Regions from separate parts of the Columba livia genome. Here region 1 is linked to region 2. A link is a contact called in public Hi-C data. All regions are on one chromosome and are shown on one strand. Each heading gives the region's core, a stretch centred on a gene start, on an enhancer-like site or on the middle of the called end of the contact. The rest is flanking DNA. Distances are from core to core; before and after follow the strand shown.

Evidence for each region. A called contact is a pair of places that touch in the nucleus more often than the background predicts.
Region 1: a Hi-C map of liver shows a contact between it and region 2, with 3 times the contacts expected there. The contact joins the promoter of TANC1 here to the enhancer-like site in region 2. A contact is called at or near these places in 2 of 2 Hi-C or Micro-C datasets (crop and liver).

What each region holds. Positions count from the first base shown.
Region 1 is chr7:307,833-312,976 of bColLiv1.pat.W.v2, reverse strand. It overlaps TANC1 (tetratricopeptide repeat, ankyrin repeat and coiled-coil containing 1), which reads left to right and starts at 1,602. Exons shown (of 25, transcript XM_065070090.1): 1 at 1,602-1,761.
Region 2 is chr7:261,966-267,540 of bColLiv1.pat.W.v2, reverse strand. It overlaps TANC1 (tetratricopeptide repeat, ankyrin repeat and coiled-coil containing 1), which reads left to right. Exons shown (of 25, transcript XM_065070090.1): 6 at 419-667; 7 at 1,911-2,036; 8 at 2,763-3,044; 9 at 3,855-3,991; 10 at 5,005-5,236. Among named protein-coding and RNA genes, the nearest start is that of WDSUB1, 41 kb to the right of the region's middle. Within about 2 kb of position 3,205, at least 1 of the 3 cell types and tissues checked has an H3K27ac peak away from gene starts, as active enhancers do.

The sequences.
Region 1 (5,144 bases), core at 353-2,852, 47 kb before region 2:
GAGCCTTCCGATCACTTTTGCAGTTCTCTTCTGTACCTTTTGTAATTTTTCAGTATCTTGGAAAATATGAATAGAGAGGCTGCAAATAGATTTACCAAAGCTCTCCTCAGAGGTAATGCCACCTCTCTGCACCCCCTTGCTCAGCCCTTGTTCACACAAAGAATGCGCTAGCTTTATTCTGCAGCAGCATTCACGTTGCCTGGCTTTACAGGCCTGAATCCTGCCCAAGGTGCTGCTCTTCAGTGCGTCCCTCTGTGCTGCTGGGGACCGTGTCCCTTCTGCACGGAACCGTGTCCTTCCGCACGAAGCCGTGTCCTTCTGCACAGAGCCGTGTCCTTCTGCACGGAGCCGTGTCCTTCTGCACAGAGCCGTGTCCTGCACAGAGCCATGTCCTGCACGGAGCCGTGTCCTTCCGCACGGAGCCGTGTCCTTCTGCACAGAGCCGTGTCCTGCACAGAGCCATGTCCTGCACGGAGCCGTGTCCTTCCGCACGGAGCCGTGTCCTGCACAGAGCCGTGTCCTTCTGCACAGAGCCGTGTCCTTCTGCACAGAGCCGTGTCCTTCCGCACGGAGCCGTGTCCTGCACAGAGCCGTGTCCTGCACAGAGCTGTGTCCTTCTGCACAGAACCATGTCCTGCACGGAGCCGTGTCCTCCTGCACAGAGCTGTGTCCCTCCTGCACAGAGCCGTGTCCTGCACAGAGCCGTGTCCTGCACGGAGCCGTGTCCTTCTGCACAGAGCCGTGTCCTGCACAGAGCCATGTCCTGCACGGAGCCGTGTCCTCCTGCACAGAGCCGTGTCCTGCACAGAGCCGTGTCCTGCACGGAGCCGTGTCCTCCTGCACGGAGCCGTGTCCTCCTGCGCAGAGCCGTGTCCTGCACAGAGCCGTGTCCTCCTGCACAGAGCTGTGTCCTTCTGCACAGAGCCGTGTCCTGCACAGAGCCGTGTCCTCCTGCACAGAGCCGTGTCCTCCTGCACAGAGCCGTGTCCTTCTGCACAGAGCCATGTCCTGCACAGAGCCGTGTTCCTTCTCCCTGAAGGTGCCATTTCCAACCTGCCTCCTAAGCGCCTTACATGGCCCAGTTCAGCAAGTGATGTGGCTGCGCCGAGCGATCTGTTGTTATTTTTATTTATAATTCACCCATCTTTTTGTCCTTTGAAGACCTTACAAGACAGGATGTAGCTAATTTCAGGTTAGCGATAAAGAAGGCTGCACTGCTTGAAGTGGGATCACGGCACCTGTGCTGCGTGTGCAGCCCCGGGACCGCCCGTCCCCGGCGGGGCTCGCAGCCCCCGGCCGGGCTTGGGGCGCTCACAGCCGGGATGGGGTCACGCAGCCCCGCACGCCGCAGCGCAGGCGAGCAGGAGCCGCGGGGACGAGCAGATGCCCAGGTGTTCTCGGCAGCCTCGTGGCCCGGGCGGGCTGGCGGGCGCGGCCCCCGCGGTGTTCCTGAGGTGGCGAAACGTTCCGCTCCGCGAAGGCGGCGTCTGCCGGGCTGTGCCGCCGGGCCGGGGCCGCCCGCTCCTCCGCTCGCCGCGCTGCGGGCCGGGAGCCGCGGGGCCGCGCCGAGGGAGCGGCGGGAGCCGCCCCGCCCCGCCGAGCCGGGCTGTGCAGCGCGGGGCGGGGACTGCAGCCGCTCCTGAGCTCATCCCCGGGCTGCCCGCGGGGGAGCGGAGCGGAACGGAGCGCAGCGCCGCCTGGGCCGCCCTGCCTGGGCCGCGCCGCCGGAGCCGCCGTGCGGGGCCGGGCCGCCGGGCCGAGGTGAGTGCTTTTCCTTCCCCATGCTCCTCTCTCCGCCGGGCCGGGCGCGGCCTCTCCGGGCGCTGCGCGGGGTCGGCGGCAGCGGAGGCGCGAGTGAAACTTTCCGGCCGAGGAGCGTGTGCGGGCATGTCGGGCTGGGGCCGCGGGGCGGGGGCCGAGGGGCGGCGGGGCCGGGGCCGGGGCCGGGGCGGTGCCTGTCCCCGGGCCGGCGGGGCCTGGGCCGGGAACGCGGGGAGGCCGGAGGGCCCGGGGCCGGCGGAGCGGGCGGAGGCTCCCGCAGGCCCGGCCCGGAGCCGCCTGCGCCGCGGGATCGCCGCCCCGGCACATACCGTGCGTGTCTGTGACTGCTGCCGTTTCATGCCTTTATCAGCAGAGGTTGGGGCGAACCCAAACAAACACAAAACTTCCTTTCGGGAAAGCTTGATTTCTTTGTGGTTACTTGATGGTCAAATGCGAGAAGCCCCGCTGGAACGGGCAGCGGCCGCGGCGGTCTCGTTAGCCGCGCCAGCTGGAGTTGATGGCCGTGGCCCGCACCGCGCTGTGCGGCGGGCTGCCCGCGGGTGTTCGGGACCGCAGCGGGGCCGTGGGCCTGCCCGCTGCCATGACCTTGCTCTGGTTCCCAGAACAGGAGGTCCTGCCCTTGTGCTCGTCACTGTTGCCTGCTATGATCTCAATAATACAACGATAATTTGTTTTGTCTTTTAATATGTGAGTTACTAATAATGTATAGTAACTGTGCATTTTGTAACATGCTTCCTAAAGTTTTCTGATTTTGCCAGAGTGTTATTTTAATGATTTGTTTGTTGTAGCCCCGTAATGCATATTTATTGAACAGAGAGTAAACTGAGTCCTGAGTGATTGTTTTCGAAACCAGAATGTGACTGAAGACACCTTTCTGTGAGGATGAGCCTTGGGGGGGAATGGGGGTTCGTACCTGTTTCAGTGTGACACTGAGGGGTCCCCTCAGCCCCGTCCCTGCTCTGCACCCCGCCGTGAGATGGCACTGGCACCGGCGGGGCTGGGCTGGGCGCAGGCGCTGCGCTCGGTGTGGGCCGCGCAGCGTGCGCGTGGGAGGCAGTCTGCAGGAGCTCTGCTGCGTTACCGTGTGGTAAGTGTTGCGCTCATCCAGGCTGCTGCAGAGTTTTGCAGGACTGTTCAGAACATGTTAGTTGTTTGTGAGTCCTGTGTTAGCTCGTGTTTGGTAGCTGTTGCTTAAAAATAACCTGATGCTTATAAAACTAAAAATACCAGGAAATAAGGGAAATGAGTGTGATACCTTGGATCCCACAGAATTTCCTTCCACTGTAGTTTGCTATGCAGCTGCCCAGAATGAACCTTCCCCATTTGTTCTGATCTGACAGTTAAGTGCTGGAAAAATAGCATTATTTCATGAAACAATGCTGGTAAACGAGGTAAGCACAAAGACAATAGCTTTTTGCTATTGCTAGGGCAGTGTATTTACAGCTGGGTGTACATGGATGCTCTCAGAGCTGGTTGTCTCTCTTTCTCAGTGTAGCTAACCATTGGAATGTCCAAACGGTGAGGAATTATGTCTGCTTTAGAGCCAAAACATATTTGGTTCATGGCCAAAGTTGCTCAGCTTCCCATAACAGTCTGTAGGAAAAAGACATTTAGTGTGTGTAACCACAGTCTGAGGTGGATGCCATAGCAACTGGGGGATGTGAGCGGGCACTGCTGCACGCAGCTGAGCGCTCTGAGCAGACCTGGCGTGTCTTCCGTTAGCTGGACTGCTGTCGTCCGCTTTAAGCCTTTCTTTGAGGAGGAAAGTTTAATCAGCAAGCCTTCCAACTCTCGTGTGTGTGAGAACATTAGCCTGATCTGCCGGTTGGTTGTAATGATACCCATAAAAACATCTGTCAGTCAAAGTTTACATTAATGGTTTTAAAATTGAGATTTTTCTGTAGAGATGCTGTTTTGACCACAGGTTGGTATTTCAGGCTCTGTTAGGAGGTAGATATTTGTGTTTTGCAGGGAAACGAAGGAAGGTCAGCTTTGGGTTTTGTGGGTGGCTCAGGTTTGAGAAAACTGGGTTAGTTTATGTCTTTTGGTTGCTTAAGGCTCCTAAGACTTATTGTGGAGATTGGAGAGTTTATTTATCACAAAGCTGTGGCAATGGAAGGGAAAAAGTATATGGCCTAACAAATGTCTGAGGTCCTATTTTTCTGAAATACGTTTGCGTGTAGGAGGCACTGCTGCTAGAAAAGGGACTTCTGGATAAATAGGACAGTGTAACACCAGCCTGAAAAACAAACACACACCAAAAGGCAAGCACCGAAACAGCCTGATCCTCACTGTGTTTGGGTTTGTATTGAACTTCAGTCTCAAAAACTTATTTACATTAAAAAAAAAAAGTTTGTTGGAGCCTTAAACTGTCTGATCTTGTTCTGAAGGGCAGTGAGTAAAAGGATCAGTTGCTCATTAATGCAAAATATCTATTGTGTGGCCTAATATTAATGCATCTACTTCCTATGCAATCTCTTACAACCTCCTTCTTTTAAAATTCGTTGCTTAGCATGGCTGATTAAATCCTTTAGCATTCATTGTATGTAGGAAATGGTGTAAGGATGTTTCAGCATGCTCACCTGGTTAGGTTATCTCCCGCAGTATAAAATACGCTCGAGATGGCGAGCTGCCCTCCGCTCTGTGCTTAGCCTCACCACGGCCCGTAGGACTCCTGCGGTGTGCCCGTCCTGCTCACTGGGGACGGGGACAATTTTAAGTAGTCTGAACCAGAACCTGGTGCTTTGCCATCCAGTTCTGTGCCTCGGCAACGTCCGTGCCTTTGATCTCCTTATCGTAGCTGAAAAATGTCCCCTTGCTTCCCCCCTCCCCTTTCAGCTTCGTAAAGAGAGTAATGCCCAAGTTTGCTTTGTAGTTATTTCAGGTTTCTGTGCTGTATCAGGGACACACCACTGTATAGACTTCTTTTTGTCCACTCCTGTGTCTTGAAATACATGTGTTGTGACTCATGGTAATGCAATGACTTGGACTTTTAAAGTGCTGTTTCTCTTGCCATGTTTTGGCAATTCTGTTTGTATTTCTTCCTCTCACTGGGAGGAGTCTCATTAAACTATAGGCTCGGTCTGTAAAGGCGCTTGGTACTGGAATAGTAAACTTTGTAATATCTTGAGTGTTTGGCTTCCCTGTATAACGTGTGGAGATGCTCCGGTGTGTAAGTAGTTCAAGAGAGTCGGGAAGCAGAAGGCCAGGTAACAGAAAGTCTCTGTCAGAGTTATTTCTCTATTCTGTGACCAGCAGCCGTTGCTGGAATATATGCTTTATTTCCAATCTAGTATGTCATTTATTTTGTTTCCTTTTCTTGATCCGGAGCAATAATTTCTGAGGAGGGTTCCCATTAGGAA
Region 2 (5,575 bases), core at 1,956-4,455:
TGTTTACCGAATGATTTGAAAATTTGCAGAGCATGTTATAGAATTTTAATTTTTAAAAAGTTGAGATGTTTTGGTGAAGTAGGTGATTTTTTCCTATGAAGTCACACGTGTCCTGGTGGTTTGTCCATTCCGCCAGCCCGCAGCACAGATTACACAGATGTAAAGATAAAACTGGGTTCTTCAGAACACTTTCTTGCCTCCTTTCTCAGGTGTTTTTCCCAGTCTAAGAAGCTGCGTTGTTTGGCTCATTTAGATAAATAAAACTCCTGAAGTTCAACAAAACATCCAGTGAAGAAATAACTTGAATATCTGGTGGCCCAAAATGCCATTTCAGTATGGAAATTGTAACACATGTTAACACTAGCGCACCGTTTTCCTCTCGTGTGTACTTCAGTTGTTTTTTTCCTCTCTTTTTCAGCAACTATAACAAGTTCATCAGAAAACGATGATCGTAGTGGATCCAGTTTGGAATGGAGCAAGGATGGGAGTGTGAGAGCTGGAAGGCAGCAGGGGCTGAGCCACGACCGCAGGACAGACGGCTGCTCACCGGTGGCGGAGGAGGACGCCCGTGGCTCTGCGGAGAGCCTGCCCAGGGCGGCAGAGGGGCCCGCCCCCTACGCGCAGGGCTCCGGCTCTCTCGTGATGCCGCGGCCAAACTCCGTTGCAGGTAGAGTCCTGAGGCAGAAGAAAGGATGTTCTTAATGATGGGGTGTTTCTGTTCAATATCTCTGTAGATTTGGTTTTAGTATGAAAGTATTTTTATATGACGAAAAAAGCATAGGTTCCAAATGGAGTAGATGAGCATTACCTAAGTTATTTTAGACGTCAAAGAGGGTGTTTTATCGTGGTTTTTAGTAGGTATTGGCTAGGCCAGGACTTGTGGAACATCAGTCATTCTAGGACTGTATCTGGCATCAGCTAATCCTTGAGGCCGTTGCTTCTGTGCGCGCTCATATTTCCTAGATCTGTAAATTCGACTGACACCAAGACCAGGATCGTACTTGGAGCTCTGATGAACAAGTGACATGTATAATTTTTTGAAATCTGTGTGAAATTCTGCCTTATAGTTGAACCATTCTTCCAGAAAACGTGAGTCTGTCAGTTGTGATAGATACAAATGGGACGTCAGCATGACTTTTTCCAAGCTGTGGGATACAGCAAGTCTCTGAAAAAGCACTTCTGACTTTAAATCTATTCATAGAGCCCATCAAATCCTGATAGTCATGCAAATTGACTTACATACGTAAAACCCTGCAAGAAGGTGTTCTGGCAGTGCTGAGCAGCGTGGCTGCTATAGGTTTAGCTAACTGAACATTCAAAGTTAAAAACTTGGTAAATGTGGAGTGAAGAAAACTTCAGTAATGAGGTTCGGGCTTAGGAGCTGGTGGTTCTAGGGGGGAGGATATTACACTTCCTCCCAGCTTGAAAACACCGTCACTGAAAGGGAGTATTTCCAGTATAAAATCACAGAATCACAGAGTGTCAGGGGTTGGAAGGGACCTCGAAAGATCCTCCAGTCCAGCCCCTGCGGAGCAGGAACAAAGGTTAAAGAAAAATGGATACATGGAATTTCTTAGCATGGTAAGGTGTGTAGGGGAAGTATTGCTAGGAAACCAGCTTTGGAAATTCCCAACGGCGAAGGTTTGGCAAAGGTCGCGCCAGCAATTTTGGTGAGAATCTCCAACTCTGGCAATACCACGTTACCAGTTCTGTGCTTCTGTTGTGAAGATACAAACATGTTGGTTCAGCTGAGGGGAAAACAATGATACGTTCTCCAGTTCATTTCCAAAGGAACTATATAACGTGTTTATCCCAGAAAAGTCCAACGAATTGTCATATATTGGAATTTCAACAAAAAGGATACTAATATAAAGCGTGTATCAATAAGCTTCTCTCCTTTAATACTGCAGCAACAAGTTCAACCAAACTGGAAGATCTGAGCTATTTGGACGGACAGAGAAACACTCCTTTGCGCACTTCGATCCGCTTGCCTTGGCACAACACGGCTGGCGGGCGGGCGCAGCCGGACAGCAAAGGTACCGCTCTGGGCATCTGCCGTGGGGCACAGTGTGTGCCCAGTCCCGTGACACCGTGTGCCGAGGTGTTTGTAACACCCCGTCCCACCGCCACAGTTATCGTGCTCCTGATAGATCCCTCACCAAGTCTGAAACCAAGATGTTGCTGGCACTTTTTACTGCATAATGCTGTGGGTTAGCAGTTGAATGTATGGCTTTGAGTAAGAAATCAGTGTATTGTTCATCTCAGAGGGCATGGGCAGCGCAGGTTGCATCCCGTGGCGTTCAGATAAGAGCGTGCGGCACCTGGAGTGCTGCGCCGAACGCACAGCTTTGGAGAGCCCGTCGTTAGAGTTCTGGCTTAGGAAGAAAACCCATCTAGTACCATTAGACTTACTTATGACTCTGAACCGAAAAATGTTTGCCACTTCCTCATTTATAGAATTCTTAATGCATTTTCAAGAGAACTTGTGAATTCTGTGAAAAATTAACTCAAATTCAATTATAAAAAGCCCTCCAATTATACTTGTAGCCTCTCCCCTCTAGTATTTAATTCATTGTAGGAATTATGGAGAAGACCTGAACTGAGCAAATCAGTTTTATTGTTTCCATGATGAAAGCTCTGAGGAGTCTGATGATGAACACTATTAACAGAGTCACTGAATGAAATTCTCTTCTGAAACAATGGTGGTTTATTGCACGTCGAGTTTCTTGTAATAAACTTTTCTCCCTGCCATCTCTTCTCAGCTCATTTCGTCCCCTATAAGCCTCAAGACATTTTGCTGAAGCCGCTATTGTTTGAAGTTCCGAGCATAACAACGGACTCAGTGTTTGTTGGAAGAGAATGGCTGTTCCAGGCGATTGAAGAAAAATTGCAGAGCACTGATGTAGCAGAGAACAGGGGCGCAGTCATTACGGGGAATGTGGGCTTTGGGAAGACCGCAATTATTTCACGGCTGGTGGCGTTTAGCTGCCATGGAAGTCGCATGAGACAAATAGCTTCAAACAGCCCTAATTCCTCCCCCAAAAGTATGTATATTGTTTGGATTATTGTACTGATAACAATAGTCGGGATGTTGTTTGCTTTGCTGGTTTAGGTCAGTTGGGCCTCGTCAACTCAGCAAATGCTTGTTTCCTGCAGAAGGAAGCTGTTAAATGGTGTGCTTTGATAAACGTAACAGCGCACAGGCCCAGCCGGCAAAGGGCGGCATGGCGGCACCGTGCAGGATCTCGTCCTTCTGCCGGGCAGGGGTCCCTGCGCTCCGCCGGTGCCGCGGCACTAGAGCTGCTGCTCCCGCTAGTTTGGAAGGAGAGAAGCGATGGGGTTCCCCTACCCTGTACCACACGTGTTCCGCAGGATTGCGGTAGGGGCAAGAGGGAAGCTGTGGAGAAACCCCTTCTGTCTTCTGCTGGGTTCCACAGGCTTCTGTCACCCTGGCAATCCAGTCCCTTCGGTGACCAGAAGGACGTGTGACTGTCCTCACTGCTGCTTCCCCTCCTGACGCTTCGAACAGTAGTCATAATAATCATGAATTGTTTGCGTTCCTCAAGATTTCAGTCACGCAGGAACTATTAGTTGAAATGAGTCATCACACGTATAATTTTCATATGGAAACTCTTCATATCAGCATACTTTGATTTCAGTAATTGTACAGTTTTGATCTCAAAGTCAGTCAAATTGTGTAAAATTGTAACATGCCTGTATTTCTCAGACTAGTTGCAGGCTTCTTGTAATGCAGTTTCAGATTTTACTCCAGCAGCAAAGAGGTTCCGTGACGTTTTCCTGTAGAACGATCTTCTGTCAGCAAATCCAGTCTCTGGTATCTGTTGTCGTTGCAGCGGGCGGTGACCCCAGCCCGGAGGTCATTCCCTTCAGCCAGCTCCCGGCCGGCGGCGTGGGGAGGACTCTGCCCGGCCCGGCCGGCCCCGCGTGCCCGCAGCGCTGGGGGGACGCCGCCAGGCGCCTGGCTGCGAAGGTGAGCCGCGGCCTCCGGCCGCAGGGTGGCTGTGCCCGCGGGCCCTGGGCCGGGCACACGCGCTCCTGGGTGTCCCGTGGCCGGGGGCGGCGCGGTGCTGTGCGGCCTCGCAGTGAGCTGGGAGAACGGCACGCGGGCGGTGCCGGGGGGTCGGGATCCTTTCCTTGCAAAAGGGGCTGTGTGCTCTGCGTACCTTCCAAAAGATGACATGCTTGGCCTGTGTATAATCTGTATTCTGTGATACAGGTTGAGTCTGAATGTAGTCTATTTTCAATACTCTGAGAGTCTGAAATAAGCAATTGAAAGTTATTTTTGCATTAGATTATTATAAGTGTGGGGTTTTTTTCCTAATTAGTAAAAATAATTAACATCTGAATTGCTTAGTTCATGAAATAGTCGTGAGCAAAACATGAGGTTATTGTTTCAGTCGTTAAGGTGATGTGTGTTACTTGGAAACAATGTTTTGAAACCCACTGAAAACCAAACCTTTTATGTACTATGAACACGGTGTTTTCCGTGTGGTTTGATATAACTCAGAAGTATTACACACCTTTGCAGTAATCAGAACAGAGCCCGTTGTCTGCTTTCTCTGTTTGCTACGTGAGGGTGTCTTTAATAGCTGTTGTTTTACTTTTGCCTGATGTCAATCAAATTAGTCCTTGGGTCCTGACAGTGTGTGACACCGTGTTGTTAAATTAGAGCTAATAAGTTGCTCATTCAGAGCTTCAAGTTATTTTTCTCCTGCTCCTTAGTTACCTGGCTGTACCCCTCTATCCAAATGAACTCAAAACAGTTTTCCTGCCAGAATCTGACACTTTTATTTCTTTTCCGTTTTTCATGTCGTCCTTTCAGTGTCTCTGACACGACCAGTTGTGGAGTTGGACAATTACTGTAACACTGAAAAATACTCTGTAGGGGAAATATAGATGTCGTAACGCTTAATCATAAGTGCACTAGCTAATAACCAACTTAGATGTTGAAGGAGTGACGCCTTTATTTTTTGAATTGTCCAGGTCGTTGCTTACCACTACTGCCAGGCTGACAACACGTACACGTGCCTGGTGCCGGAATTCGTGCACAGCGTGGCGGCCCTGCTGTGCCGCGCGGCTCAGCTGGCGGCCTACAGAGACGTGCTGCTGCGGGAGCCGCAGCTGCAGAGCGTGCTGAGCCTGCGCTCCTGCGTGCAGGACCCGGCCGCGGCGCTCGCGCGGGGCGTGCTGGAGCCGCTCGCCCTCCTCAGGAGAGGTACGTGGGGCGGGAGCTGACCCGGAACTGGCCTGAGCCGCACACGGGGTGAAAAGATCTGGGAATGTGAGTCCTAGTGCTCTGAGAGAAAGACAAAAATCAGAACGGTCCTGGAGAAAGGGATTCCTTCATTGTGCTGCGTGTTTGTAACAGTTTTGGAACAGGTTTGGAACAGTTTTTCCATATTTTAAAATAAAATTCTATGAAACTTATTAAGGATCATGGAAACGTTACATTTTTTTGTTTTGCTAGAAAACTCAAGGATGATGTTGCATCTTGAAGCTAAGGCTGGCACACCTACATTAAAGGATTTAGGTTTGGGTGCTTTTGAGTTGTTTC